2 separate regions of the Oryctolagus cuniculus genome follow, and region 2 is linked to region 1. The links are chromatin contacts, called in public Hi-C maps. All regions are on one chromosome and are shown on one strand. Each heading gives the region's core, a stretch centred on a gene start, on an enhancer-like site or on the middle of the called end of the contact. The rest is flanking DNA. Distances are from core to core; before and after follow the strand shown. Region 1 overlaps CREB3L2 (cAMP responsive element binding protein 3 like 2). Region 2 holds the start of CREB3L2 (cAMP responsive element binding protein 3 like 2).

Region 1 (3,276 bases), core at 406-2,905:
AGGATTAGAAGCCTCACTCTGATATGGGATGTGGGCATACCAAGCAATGGCTTAACTGGTTCTTATTATCAGATGCATCTTGCTTTTTTAATACATGTTGCAGCATGGTTTAGAAAGTGTCATAACTGTGACAGTGATCTCAGAGTGGCTTCTGGGGTCACTGGAGAAATGTTTCAAGAATCAAGTAAGTGGAAGTCCTTCCTCATTATCTTGGATAAGCAGGGATAAGGGAATTCAATATCCTTGATCACATCAGAGTTTCTAGGCAAAGTGGCCTGCTGTCCCCAGCTCTTGCAGTAACCCACGAGGACCATATCAAATGATGTTTGGAAATCTCATACTAGTAACTCTCTGTAGGTAGGAAAGATGAGATTCAAGTTTGTTTCACTCATTTTTCCTGTTATCCAATTCTCATTTTTTTGTGGGATACAAGGAGAAAAGTGCAAGGGTACTTCAAAAGTTTGGGAAAAATGAAATTAAAAGGTGTTTGTGTAATGCAAAACAGTTAGAAACCCACGCATAATCTTTTCATAATACATAATTGCCATGAATTTGTTGAATACCACTTATATGTGTATAGCTCGAAATTTTTTTGTACCAAAATAATTTATTTTTAATTCCATTTTCCCTTTTCCATTAACTTTTTGAAGAACCTGTATAGAATAATTTGACTTCAACAATAAATAAATAGATAGATAGATAGATAAAAAGAATAATTTGACCTCTGCAAATAAAGATACCAGGGAGCTCTAGGTATGATTTGTTATTTTAGGGGAATATAATAGCATAGACCATTAGAACCCCTAACTGATTACTGTCTGAGTTTTAGTTTTCTTTTTTTATTTGAGAGTTGAGGGTTGAGGGTGGAGGTAGACAGAGCTTCCGTCTGCTTGTTTACTCCCCAAATGTCCAAGTGGCTTCAATCCAGGTCTCCCATGTGGGTGGCAGGAACCCAGTGACTGGAGCCACCACTGCTGTCTTCCAGGGATCTATGTTAGTGGGAAACTGGAGTCAGGAGCCAGAGCCAGGATTCTGATATGGGATACAAGCTACCTACCTTTCCTCCCTCCCTCCCTCCCTCCCCCCCCTCCCTTCCTTCCTTCCTTCCTTCCATTTTTCTTTCTCTCTCTTTTTAAATCATACAGTTCCATAGTACTCATGACATTGGGAAAAGCTTGGTTAGCATAAACCCCCAGCTTTCTAGCCAAGCACGTACGTATGTGAGGCACATACTTAACTCTCCTTAGCTCCCTGCAGCTGTCGGCAGGATTGTTGTGAACAGAGAGGATCACTTTAGAATCAATATTCTAGTTTTAAGAATGCCATAGGCACTACGTAGTCCAGGGAGTTCTTTTAGCAAGACACTGGCAGGGAAGAAGGGAAATAAGACGCATCCAGAGAAAAGTAGTATGTTGGAAAAAGAGAGACAGGAGGAGAATGATGAAGAGGAAGAAAATGTGCTGGGAGGGGGGTGCCTTGGGGGCAGTGAGAGCCAGTACTGTTGTGAACTTGGATATTTAGGTGTCGCAGTGGGAGAGAGAGCTGCCTGAGTGTAGCTTGGAGTCTCAAGAGCCACTGTGGGTGGTTTCAGTTGTCTGAGGTCAGTAGTTGTATCTCAGAAAGTCCTCCCCATCGGCAGTACCTTGGGCAGCCTCCAAGGTAAGAGGAGATGGAGGGCTGAGGCCTGACCGTGACCTCAAGCAGTCCTCTGGCTGCGCAAACCTAGATATGTGTAAGGCAGCCAGGCGCTGTGCCCAGTTCAGAGCAGCTACACTGAGGGCTCTATTGTTCTGGGGGCTCCAGGAAGGGTTGGGGGTGAAGGGTTTCCCCAAAGTTATCTCCCTTGGCTCAGTAACAGGGGCTGGCTCAACAGAAGCACCCACTGTTCAGGAAAAGCTGGAGTGAGACCTGAGAGTGCTTTCATTCAGGCTGAACCCAGATTGGCTCTCCTGCGGAGGCCCCTTCCTGGGGCCCTGATGATGCCTGATGGACACCCACCAGTGACCCAGAGGCCCTGGAAGAGGGTGCACTGCACCCTGAGGAAAGACACAGGCTGCGCTCCTACTTGCAGGGGGCCGTGGGAAGGCTCTGCTGCACTCCCATCTATTTTCCCTGTGCCTCCTCATCTCTCGGAAGATGGATTTAGTATTTTCTGGATGAAGAATGCCTGGCATCTTGCCTGCAGAACCTACCTTGCACACTCCTCCAGAAACAAATGCGCTTTCTCCATGCAGCCATTGGCAACTCTCCATGGGCTCCTAGGTTTTGCTATGTCTTAAGAGATTCTCCTTTAAAGTGCACAACAAAACAGCATGATTTATAAGTCAAACTACATAAGCCATCTTTTTTTTTTTAAAGATTTATTTATTGGGGGCCGGCGCCATTGTATAGTAGGTTAATCCTCTGCCTGCGGCACCGGCATGCTATATGGGCGCTGGTTCTAGTCCCAGTTGCTCCTCTTCCAATCCAGCTCTCTGCTGTGGCCTGGGAAAGCAGTAGAAGATGGCCCAAGTGCTTGGGCCCCTGCACCCAAATGGGAGACCAGGAAGAAACACCTGGCTCCTGGCTTCGGATCGGCACAGCTCCGGCCATTGTGGCCACTTGGGGAGTGAACCAATGGAAGAAAGACCTTGCTCTCTCTCTCCCTCTCACTGTCTGTAATTCTACTTCTCAAATAAATAAATAAATAAATCTTTTTTAAAAAGATTTATTTATTTATTTGAAAGTCAGAGTTACACATACAGAGGAGAGGCAGAGAGAGGTCTTCCATCTACTGGTTCACTCCCCAATTGGCCACAACAGCCGGAACTGTGCCAATCCAAAGCCAGGAGCCAGGAGCTTCCTCAAGGTCTCTCACGTGGGTGCAGGGGCCCAAGGATTTGGGCCACCTTCTACTGACTTCCTAGGCCATAGCAGAGAGCTGAATTGGAAGTGAAGCTGCCAGGACTCGAACCAGCACCCATATGGCACTGTGGGCGGCGGCTTTACCCACTATGCCACAGCGCAGGCCCCCATAAGCCATCTTATAAATAAGCCATCTTATAAATACAGTCTGAAAAGTCTTGCTGAGACTCTGCCATAATCTCCCCTAAAAATTTCCTTCTGTTCACCTTGGGTCATTCCTTTTCCTGATTTCTTGTATATGCTTCTGTTTCTTTATGCTAATACAAGCAAATGTGTGTCTTTGTCTCCTTCACGCCTTTTTCGTACCAAAGGAGCACTGCTGTATACATTGCTCCGCACCTGGGCTCCCGTGCTCCTCCTCAGGTTGCCAGT
Region 2 (3,276 bases), core at 355-2,854, 100 kb before region 1:
TCCAGGAGCCAGGCCCACTGGAGGCCATCCAAGAAGTGACCCATAACATGGACACGCACAGGGTCAGACTGTCAAAAGCAGCAACGCTCCACCGATAACTGTTAGCATTCCTGTGCTAACAAGGATGTGCCTGTCTGTAACTCATGCTCATGTTGAGTGTTACATAAACAAAACAGGAAAGGTCTTTAAAAGTTGAAAAGGGTGACCTATGAATTGGTTGAGCTGAAGGCAGGAGCAGGTTGGAAAAGAAAAACCAAGGATTCAAGAGAAAACTCTTGGGAAAGAAAGTGTGTGTCCATAAACTAGGATTTCAAGTTAAGCATTAAGATAATCACAAAAGACCCCATGAGAAGTGGTCAAATGCAGTGGTTTATAGGAGAAACTGCTGCTTAAAGACAAGGTAGAGCTCTGACAGTTGACTGTCCCCACCCCCACAAAACACTTGCCAAGAGGATAAAGCAAAAGCTGATTGCTGAATGTGCTATTGTAAGACACATCTAGAACCAACTGTCAAAGACTCCTTTATATTTATCATGGGCAAATTATATTTTTCAAGAGCTGTTTCCTTAAAAGGTGGGGTCCAAAAGGAGGAAGAAAATCACAATGTTTGGGGAAGTTACTTTCGAGTAGGTCATCTCCTCCCTAATCAGACAGGAGTGGTGGCCTGGCCCCTGCCCCTCTCAGGGCTGCCAGCTCCTCCCTCCCTTAGGTCCCTGCTCAATGTCACCTGCCCAGGCCAGTACAGAAAGCAGCAGGGGCCTGCTCCATCCTCTTATCCTACTTTCGTCTTTATAGCTATTATCACTTTCCTGAAATTAAATTACACACTTGTTTATCTGTTACTGTCTCACACTTCCGCTGGGACAAAAGCTTTATGAACTCAAGACTTCAGCTCGCTGTTTTAGGATCTGGAAAACCACGTCATTAGCTGGGATCAATGTCCACTGAGTACATGAAAGTAGCAGAATAATAAAGCCCATAAAAAAGCATGTCAGAAGAAGAGCCTAACAGAAAATGGGCGGGATTATTAAAAACTCTGCCAACAACAACTTATGCGTAAGGAAATATTTATATTTATGTATAGTATGTGATTTATGAAAAAAAAAGCCCGAGATACTCAAATGAATGAAGCTCCTAGAGAAAATTCTGGACAGTATTTAAGTCTGCCCACTTCTCCAGCGAGGTTCCGTAGCGGACCAGCTCTGGCTCCCCTCACTGCGCCGGCTAATTCCTGGGGATCCTTAGCCAGGGGGCTGGGCGCGCCCTCCCTCTTTCATAAAATGTATTCTTGTCGCTATTTGATTGGCTGTCCGTCCCATAGTCCCCTTACTTATTGGTCTATCCCGCCGTCCGTCACTCCTGGATTCGAGCATTCTATTGGTCCGCTGTAGCAGACAGCCGGCCGCAGGCCGCAATCAAGTAGGAGGAGTTCCCTGGTGACGTCCAGGGCGCTCCCCGCCCACATTCCAAAGACTAGGCGGACTCTTCGGGCTGCCCCTGCTTTCTGGGCGGGACTGAGAGGGGAGACAGACTTATGATTGGGTCCTGAGGACGAAGCGGGTATCCGATTGGTCACTGCTCTGGAGGGAGGTGGGGTCGCAGCTGGGCTCCGGAGCAAAGCTGAGAAGCCCAGGGGAGCCTCAAAGTTTGTGTCTGGAGCAGTGGTGGAGAGGGGCTTGTTGCGAAGGGGTTTTCTTGGGATGGGAGCCGATCTCCTGCCTTCACTCTGCACGCACGGCCTGCCTTGAGCCCCGGGCGGCTTGTGTTCCCCGCAGTCTCTCAGCTCCCCGAGGGCGCCGCTCGGGAGCCCTGCCTCGGAGCCTCAGCCGCGCACACCCCCGAGGGCGCGGGACCTCGCGGGCGCGAGACGGCTGTGCCCGGCCGCCGCCTGCCCTCGGCATCCCCGGCCCTGCGCGCTCGCACCGCCATGGAGGTGCTGGAGAGCGGGGAGCAGAGCGTCCTGCAGTGGGACCGCAAGCTGAGCGAGCTCTCGGAGCCCGGGGAGAGCGAGGCCCTCATGTACCACACGGTGAGCACTCCGCGGCGAGGCCCGGGAGGCCAGCGCTGGGGAACGCGCACGGCCCGAGCCCGAGGTCCGGGGAGCGGGGCAGCTCTTCCGTCTGAACCCACGGAGGCGGCAGTGCTCTGTTAAACTTTCCCCAAGAGCAGCAGCGCTTCGTATGCTCGCCTCCCCCGCCCTTTTCTGATCTGTCACATCTTTCCTATTGCTGACAGTGCTGTAATGCGGGCGCGGGGGTCGGTGTGCGGAGAACCGCACGCTGTTGAGTTCGGTGGGTGGGCGAGTGGCGTTCCGATCTGCCCGCTCCTCTCCCCCTCCCTCTGTCTTCTTGTTTGCATGTAGACATTTTAAAGACGTGTGTGTGTGTGTGTGTTGAAAAGTGTTCTGCACAGGAGGAGGAAGGCTGTCGTATGCGTTTTCTTAAACCGTGCACTCGAGAAATCCGCTCCTCCCCCTCTTCAGAGGGAAGGCCGGCAGAGGAGGATGGAAAATCTGAGGGAGCTGCGGGTCTGAGAAAGGCTGTGTGTGTGTGTGTGTGTGTGTGTGAGAGAGAGAGAGAGAGAGAGAGAGAGAGAGAGAGAGAGAGAGAGACAGACGCGAGTGAGAAGCGGCCCTTGGCTTCTCCCTTTCGGGGTTCTTCTAATGGGGTCAGTACCAGGATATTTGAAACTTTTGCAAAATGGCCTGCAGGCCCCACCTCTCTGGCCTTTGCCTCTGGCTGACGTTATTTTGGGAAGAGGGATGAGGGCCTCCTTTGCTGACTCCCACCAGAGTGTGTGTGGTGGCTGAGAATGGCTTGTTTAAAAAGTGCAGGGTGCAGGGCTCCGAGGCAGTGGAAGTTCATGGAGCGGTGCGGTGGGGAGGAGGAAGCCAGATGTGGCCTGGGATCCTCAGGGTGTGCTCTGAGCCGGGCCCCGGGAGACCCTGTGGGCTGCATTGGAATCAGGGGCCCAGAGGTGCTTTCTGTCTTTGGGAAGGAACTTGGAGCATGTTGGGTGTCGGGTATCTTCTGTTTAGGGGGCGCTCCAGATGTCTCTAGTGAAACAGGCCACCTTTTAACCGGGTCTGGAGCAGCTCTGCTCTTTCTCAAACCTGTGGTTCTTTTGCTGTGAAGATGTCTCCTCCCGCAGTTGGAACGCCACGGCTTTGGGGTGATCTTCCGGTTGGTGGGAGGGATCCACATTGCCCTTCGTGACTTGTGTTTGTGAGATCACGGGCCAGGGTTTGGGATGTCACCTGTGGCTATGGCAGTACCT

The links. Hi-C and Micro-C count contacts between places; a contact is called where the count stands out from the background.
Region 2: a contact with region 1 is called in a Hi-C map of skin fibroblasts, with 2.4 times the contacts expected there. The contact joins the promoter of CREB3L2 here to the enhancer-like site in region 1. A contact is called at or near these places in 4 of 6 Hi-C or Micro-C datasets (ear pinna, psoas muscle, skin fibroblasts and 1 more).

Annotation. Positions count from the first base shown.
Region 1 is chr3:173,693,565-173,696,840 of mOryCun1.1, reverse strand. All of the region lies in intron 5 of CREB3L2 (cAMP responsive element binding protein 3 like 2), which reads left to right. Among named protein-coding and RNA genes, the nearest start is that of DGKI, 67 kb to the right of the region's middle. Within about 2 kb of position 1,655, at least 1 of the 8 cell types and tissues checked has an H3K27ac peak or open chromatin away from gene starts, as enhancers often do.
Region 2 is chr3:173,794,264-173,797,539 of mOryCun1.1, reverse strand. CREB3L2 (cAMP responsive element binding protein 3 like 2) reads left to right here and starts at 1,604. Exons shown (of 13, transcript XM_008258046.4): 1 at 1,604-2,029. The coding sequence starts at 1,928.